Linked DNA regions of Zea mays: region 1 is linked to region 2. The links are chromatin contacts, called in public Hi-C maps. All regions are on one chromosome and are shown on one strand. The core of a region is the stretch at or near the end of the contact, and the rest is flanking DNA. Distances in the headings are between cores, read along the strand shown. Region 1 holds the start of LOC103632701 (DEAD-box ATP-dependent RNA helicase 22). Region 2 holds the start of LOC100283450 (cyclin delta-2).

Evidence for each region. Hi-C and Micro-C count contacts between places; a contact is called where the count stands out from the background.
Region 1: a Hi-C map of tassel shows a contact between it and region 2, with 4 times the contacts expected there. The contact joins the promoter of LOC103632701 here to the promoter of LOC100283450 in region 2. A contact is called at or near these places in 4 of 25 Hi-C or Micro-C datasets (ear, endosperm, leaf and 1 more).

Annotation. Positions count from the first base shown.
Region 1 is chr7:110,284,533-110,288,294 of Zm-B73-REFERENCE-NAM-5.0, forward strand. It overlaps LOC103632701 (DEAD-box ATP-dependent RNA helicase 22), which reads left to right and starts at 1,503. Exons shown (of 7, transcript XM_008654447.4): 1 at 1,503-1,925; 2 at 2,850-3,137; 3 at 3,454-3,576. The coding sequence starts at 1,605.
Region 2 is chr7:110,043,198-110,046,492 of Zm-B73-REFERENCE-NAM-5.0, forward strand. LOC100283450 (cyclin delta-2) reads right to left here and starts at 1,390. Exons shown (of 6, transcript NM_001156351.2): 1 at 919-1,390; 2 at 559-645. The coding sequence starts at 1,173.

The DNA of each region.
Region 1 (3,762 bases), core at 253-2,752, 240 kb after region 2:
CATGGGTGTCTGCGAAGACCGAGAAGCCGGTGACACCATGGTGGCCTGACGAGGTGATCGCGAAGTTGGCGCCAACTGGCCGGTGACACCATGGTGGCCCGACGAGGCGATCGCAAAGTTGGTGCAAACCAGATAGAAGGCGTAGGCGGCGATGGAGAGCAGCGCAGGTGTGAGGGCGCCAGACCTATTGATTGGTGAGGCGAGGGAGGGTAGGATAGACTCCTCAACCATGGGGTTGATCTTGGAGTGGAGGTCCCCTAGATTCTGCAACTCGCAGTCCCTGTCGTCGGTGCCAGTGCCCGACACCTCCTCCTGGAGTAGTGGTGCGGCATGGTCGTCGTCGATGGCCTGGACGGCGGCCACCAAAGTCGGCCTAGGAGGAGAGGAGAGTGGAGCAAAGGTGAGGGGTCGAGGGTTCTAGAAGGTTCTGCGGTAGGGTCGGCGACGAGGCAGACAAATATAAAGAGGCAGACTGCGACGATGGATCAAGCAGGGGTGGTGCACAAGCAAGCCGCATCGAACCATTCAGGAAGGAGAAGGGGATACAAACTGGGGTGGGTGGTGTGCCGTCGCGGGGATGAATGATGATGCTAGACGCGCATCGTCATTGCTTTCACATCCACAATTTAATTATAAAAAATATAAGTTTATTTTTACAAAAATGTTGGGATAATGACAATAAACATTAGTGTTTTATAGTACTCTCTCCGTCCTAAAATGTAGTTTTTTCTAGCCTTTTTTCTATCTACATTTATTCGAATGATAATGAATATAGATATACATATAAATTATATTCATGACGTATATTTATATGGTGTTTGGTTTCTATAGACTATTTTTTAGTCTTTCCATTGTGTTTTATTTTAGTACCTAAATTGTTAAATATAGTTATTAAATAGAATTTTAGTTTTTATATTTGGTAATTGAGGGACTAAAATAAAATAAAATAGAAAAACTAAAAATTAAACCAAACACTTCCTTAGTCTAAAAGGGGTTATATATTTTTTGATCAGGGTACAAGGATCTAGACCGACTAGCCACCCGGGCTAGTGCCTGTTCCCCGTAAAACGAATTATATTTGAGACTAAGGGAGGAGGGAGCAATAGAGAGACCTGGACTTCACTGTGATCATAAGGCTATTCACAATGGAGGTTTCATGGGGTGTTTCATGTATTAATTAGCCTGCCACATCAGCTATTTTGATGACATGTCACATCATTTAAGAAGGAAGAGTTTCATGGAGTTTCATGGGGATGAAACCATGTTAACTCGTTTCCAAGATCTTGGAAACTGTGTGAAACCTCCACTGAGAGTGTTTTGTTTCATCTTCATATAATTGAGTAAATCCTATTGGTTATTTATATGCAGCATTTAAGAAGTATGTTGACATATGAAATAGTGAGATGAAACTCTCTATTGAGAGAGGGTATTTCATTCATCCATAAATCTGATGTGGCATTTTTGGAAACAGTGACATGAAATCCCCATTGTGAATAGCCTAAACGACTCCACCCTAGTAGGCTAGTGCCCCTACCGGCCTACCCGAATGCGGCTGGAGGCAGCCCGGCCCAGCACAGCAGACACTCCGCCACGTCACCGTCGCCATGGCGCTGCACCACCTCCGCCTCGCGCCGCTCGCGCTCCTTCGCGCCGCAAGCCTCCCGCCCCTCGCCTCCTCCCGTATCGCCGCGCGCGGCCACCGCCGCGTTCTCCTCTTTGCGCCGCCGTCGTGGCCGTGGCGCCTTCTGTCGCCCGGTGCGAGGCCGCGCGCGCTTGCCACCGCTGCGGCAGAGGCCGACGATGCTACCTCGGGCTCGGGCAACGAATTCTTCGCAGAGAGCACGTCGTGGGCTTCACTCGGCGTATCCGAACGCCTCGCGTCCGCCCTTTGCAGTGCCGGGCTCTCGAGGCCTTCCCTTGTCCAGGTAAGGGGTCCGCTCGCTTCAGCTACAACACACGCCATATGTTCGACGAAATGTTGGACCTCCTGTGCACGTCTTATGCCTGTTTAACATGAGCAGTTCAGTTGGTAGATGTACATTTTATATTCTTTTGCTCGGCGCAGGTATTGAACTGAGCGAGCTCTTTGAGCTCTGTCTATTGTTGGGGAGTGGGGACTGGTCCCGTTTGCCTCTCAGGATGAACCGATGTCTATTCTAATTCCCAATGCTGTTACAATTTGTTTAATGAAGATTGTAACTCCTTGCATCTTAAATCTAAAATTGCAAGCACTTTACTATTTAGATAAGTAATTGAGCACTAGATGATTCAGGTTACATGCTTCTCTCCCTTTTCACCTCTGTGGGTTTAGTCAAATCAGTTCTGCTGTTAATGACCATATATATTTTCCTGTTGCAGACAATAAGAATGTAAATCCTTACAACTGCGAACCTTTTGTGGGTCCCAAGCAAGTTAGGGTATATAGGCTAATTGTGCACCGAATATACTAGTGCTGTCATCTCTTCAAGACACTTCCCTTTGTTGTTGTTTGATTCATAAATATGATTGATTTTTTATATATACCTTTTGAATAATTTTTCTGGTCTATCGATAGTTTCACTGGGATTTGTCCTACCAGTGGTGAATCTAGAGCAAAATTGAGGATGGTGCATTTGGCCTTGTGGGTGCATAAGATTTTTTTCCTAGGGGTGCATACATGGTGAAATTTTAACTGAATCTATAGAATCCATATTATTTCGGGGGTGCATTTGCACTCCCTAAACATAACCTAGCTTTGCCCATGTGTCCTACTATATTTCCAGATATGTATATCCTAATTGTCTTGTTCAGTGCCTACTGTTGCATGCAACTATGAAAAATACTAACATAAAGTTTCAAATTTTATGCAGGCAACCTGTATACCACATGTTCTCATGGCAAATGATGTAATTGTCGCAGCAGAGACTGGTAGTGGCAAAACCCATGGTTACCTTGTACCTTTGATTGAAAAGCTGTGCTCAAAATCTTCTACCACCAAAGATGACAATTGTCAGGACACCACCCCAGGAGCACATGACATGGTGTTGGTCCTTTGTCCCAATGTCATGCTCTGCGAGCAAGTTGTTCGCATGGCTAATTCATTACTTGACGAGTCTGGCAAACCACTTAAAAGAGCTGCTGCTGTTTGTGGGCCAAATGTATGCTCTATCTGAACGCCATCTATGAGTGTCATATTTCTGATTGACCCTATGTTAAACTCATATTTTTGTTATCCTACTTATAGATAAATATATAATTACCCTATCATGTTCCAATCTAAACTTCCATTTTAGTTTCAACTTTTCTGTAATGGAATGTCCTTTTTCCTAAAGTTGCGAGTGTGTTATCAACATGTGTCTTCATTTTAGGCTATTTACTTCCTATTTGTGGCTTTACTCTTACAACACATCATGCAATGATTCAGTAATGCAGTTTATTGTGGTGATGTTTTCCTTAATTTTTATTTCATGGCAGGGCTGGCCAGCTGTTCATCCAGATATTCTTGTAGCCACCCCAGCTGCTCTATTAAACTATCTATTTGACTATGACCCGGAAAAGAGGCGAAGAGAGAGATTCATGCGTAATGTAAAATTTGTAGTAAGTATTTGATCAAAACATTTTTTTTCTAGTGTCACCTTTGTATTCTTGTTTTATTTAATCAATTTTCTGAATCTGTTTGGCAAAGTTAGATTAGTTTTCTGTTTTTTTTTTCATTTCCTGTCACCTGGATAAGAAATATCTGGAATAGTTTTGCATTAAGATGCGATATCAATGTAGTTAGCA
Region 2 (3,295 bases), core at 140-2,639:
AAGTCTCGCTATCACAGGCAGCAGGCCAGGCCACGGATGGATGGATGGACGGAATAAAAATGTGGATGGATGGATGGATGGATGGATGGCGAGGCACAATGATAAGGTGTGTTCCACACACGATGATAAAAAGCGTCAGGCGGAGGCTGCTCGCTCTTGCGCTAAAGCGCGGCTGGCTGCAGCAACTGCAAAGGCAAAAGACCCCTCTGTCTTGAGTGCATAAACAAAAACCCCCTTGCCCCCTGTAGCTGCCCCCTCCTTCATTCCGTTTAGGGGCAGGGAGGTAATTAGGCAGATGCTTATAATCGATTGATTAATCCACGCGGACACGCTCCTCCAAACACTTTCTTTTCCCCGCGCCAACAACAGCAGCACTATCAACTTCCCACTGACGACAGTACAACACACACACACTGCGTGTGAGTGTGTGACACACCATCATATACAGAATGTAATTTATTAGTAAGTAGTGTGTGTCGTGTGTGGCGAAAAGAGAAATGGCGGCTGCGGCGGTGGGGGGCCATGCCATGCCATGCATAAGGAGCTTAGCTTGCTTACCGGCAAACGGTGGAGAGAGAGGAACCGGTCCATGTAGTTGACGGCGAGGTAGGCTGTCAATGGAAGAAACCCATAGTATTCTTGCACCTGATGGCGACGAAGAAGGAGACAGAGCGAGAAGAACAGTATATAAGATGAGATTGCTTGCTGAGTTCATATATCTATCTATATGCATGCATATTGTACAAATTAAACTGATAAGACTAGCAGAGCACGAAAAGCATGGTGAGAGAGCGAGCGAGAAAGCTAGCCAGCAAGCAAGCATGGTGGTGCGGCGTCTAATCTAATCCAAACGATGTGAAAAGCTTGCGAGTGTGTGTATATATAATATATATGGACTGGCGATCCGGCGTCCGTCACCTTGAGAATCCATGCGACCGACTCGGCGCGGGCGGCCGGGTCGATGGACCTGGAGCGGAGCCTGTCGGGGTAGTCCGGCCTGGGCGAGTACTGGGCCTCGCCGCCGATGAGCTCGGCGATGGATGCCGCCGCCGCCGCCGCCGAGTCGTCCTCGACAGCGGAGCAGCACCCGTCGTCGTCGTCGGTGGTGCACAGCAGGGCGCTGCCGGCGGCGTCGTCCTCGGCGCACAGGAGGTCGTAGGCGTCGCCCGGCATGCCGCCAGCGCCCGTGGGTGTGCGTCCCGTGCCGTCACTGCGACTCTGCCTCAGTGGGCGGCGGCCATTGCTGGCTGTCGTGCTGCACGGTGGGTGGTGACGCAGGCTTGCGCGCGCGGCGAGGTGGCCGGTCGTAGTGGAACAAGTGATGAGGGAGGGTAGAGGTAGATAGATTGTAGGCAGCGTAGCGTCAGGTCAGTGCGAGTGCGAGTGCGAGTGCGAGCGATCGATGTGAGAGCACTACGGCTGGATATCTATATAAAAAAAAAACTAGCTCGCCTAGCTACTGCCACTACATGCATGTGTGTATATGTGGAAGGGCTCACCATGCAATGCATATGAGGTCGGTCTGTAGGAATTTATCCTTGTGCTGTAGTATACGGTAAAACAAGAAAGAAAAATCGGATGGCTGCATGATGGACGGGTAATATAAGTAGGGAATGATTGGTAAAAGGAACCGTCTCATCCCATCACATCCTTTATACTACACATGAGTACATCACACACATGCATGTGCACCTGCCATCCTCTCTCTCTCTCTCCCGGCTCTCGGCTCTCGATGGTTTGCCGACCGAGGCCCCCACATGCCAGTGACGCGACGACGACGGCGACCAATGACAGTTCCGACTTCCGAACGAAAGGGGACCGACCCTCTGTCGCCGTTAATTTCCTTCCCGGCCGGACGTTGAGTTCGGCGAGCGTGACTGCTCGCGACTTTTATTTTTTCTTTTCATCGAGGATTCGAGGGGCTAGTGATCTAGTATAGTCGTCGTCTGGTCACTTACATGGAACAGCGTTTTTTAGGGACAAGATTGGGCTTCCTTCCTCCCCAAACTGCCAAGAATGAGACACGGTTGGGGCAGAGGTGTGTAAGCGACTGGTAGTAGTAGTAGGGTCCGGATGGCATGCCTGGTGCTCTGCAGTCCGGCGGCCATGGCCATGATTGGAGCACGGATGGTCAAGATCTACTCGAGCCAGGCAAGGTGTGGAGATCCGATCTGATCCATCGTCTGTCTGTTGGGCCTGTCGATACGGCCTGCTGCTGCTCATACACATACACATACACTATGGGAGGAGGAGGAGGAGGAGGGGTAGTAGCTGTAGTACCATGCATATATACTAGCATACCACCACCGATCCATCCGTCCGATCCCTATGTGCCGGCCGCACAGGCCCTAGCTCACTCCGACCCTTATGGGTTTCACATGAGTAAAGTATCTACAGAGCAGCAAATACACTGAAGCCTGGTATGCCCGTGCAATCAATCAATCAATCAATCGTATGACCCCCCAAAGCAAGCTAGTACATGATTACGGCCACCACATCCACATCCATCCATCCATCCATACGGTCGAAATTAAACGCAATGTATCCGGAGGAGGAGGACGACACGACACAGAGGTCCGTACCTTTGTTGGGATTGGGATTCAGGTATATATATGACTCTGCTGCATTGCAATGAAGTGAAGGAACGTATGGAGAACCTGTATCTCAAATAAATTGGCGTGCCCTACCACCATCTCTGCGCAGCCAATCCTAGGTCGAAACATAGCATATAGCTGGCATGAATTTCAGCCAACAATTATCTACGGCGCCGATGCAAAGGATATAGAAAATGGTAAAAAGGGGATGGAGGAGGAGGACCATACCTGCGCTGCGCATTACAGTTACAGCTGCTAGCTCACGGGCCACGGCCCACGGCACGCCATCTCCACACAGGCACACACCAGATCAGCTGCCCAAGACGATAGCCACCCTTCTGCATTCTGGACGGGCGTTGTTGACCCGGTCAGCGTCTGTCCGTCCTGCGAGGGGCAGGCAGCGTCCAGAGTGAGTTACAGTTTAGGACCTGTGGAGGATGTCACCGGGGATTCCCGTGCTTACGTCATAGCAAGGCGGCGTGACTCGATTTTTTTTTTTTTGGTTGCTGGGTGGTGGCGCTGCCAGGGCGCCTTCTGCGATGCAAACATGAGATGGCAAAGTATCAAGTGGCACCGCAGACCACAGTGTTCATGGCAAAATTGAATAAGAAGTTGAATCTAGCTCCTCCAATTTCTTTTGATTTTATGGTTCTCAAAATAGCCCTTAGCCTTCGTGTGCAGGAATGGGCAGGTCCACAGTA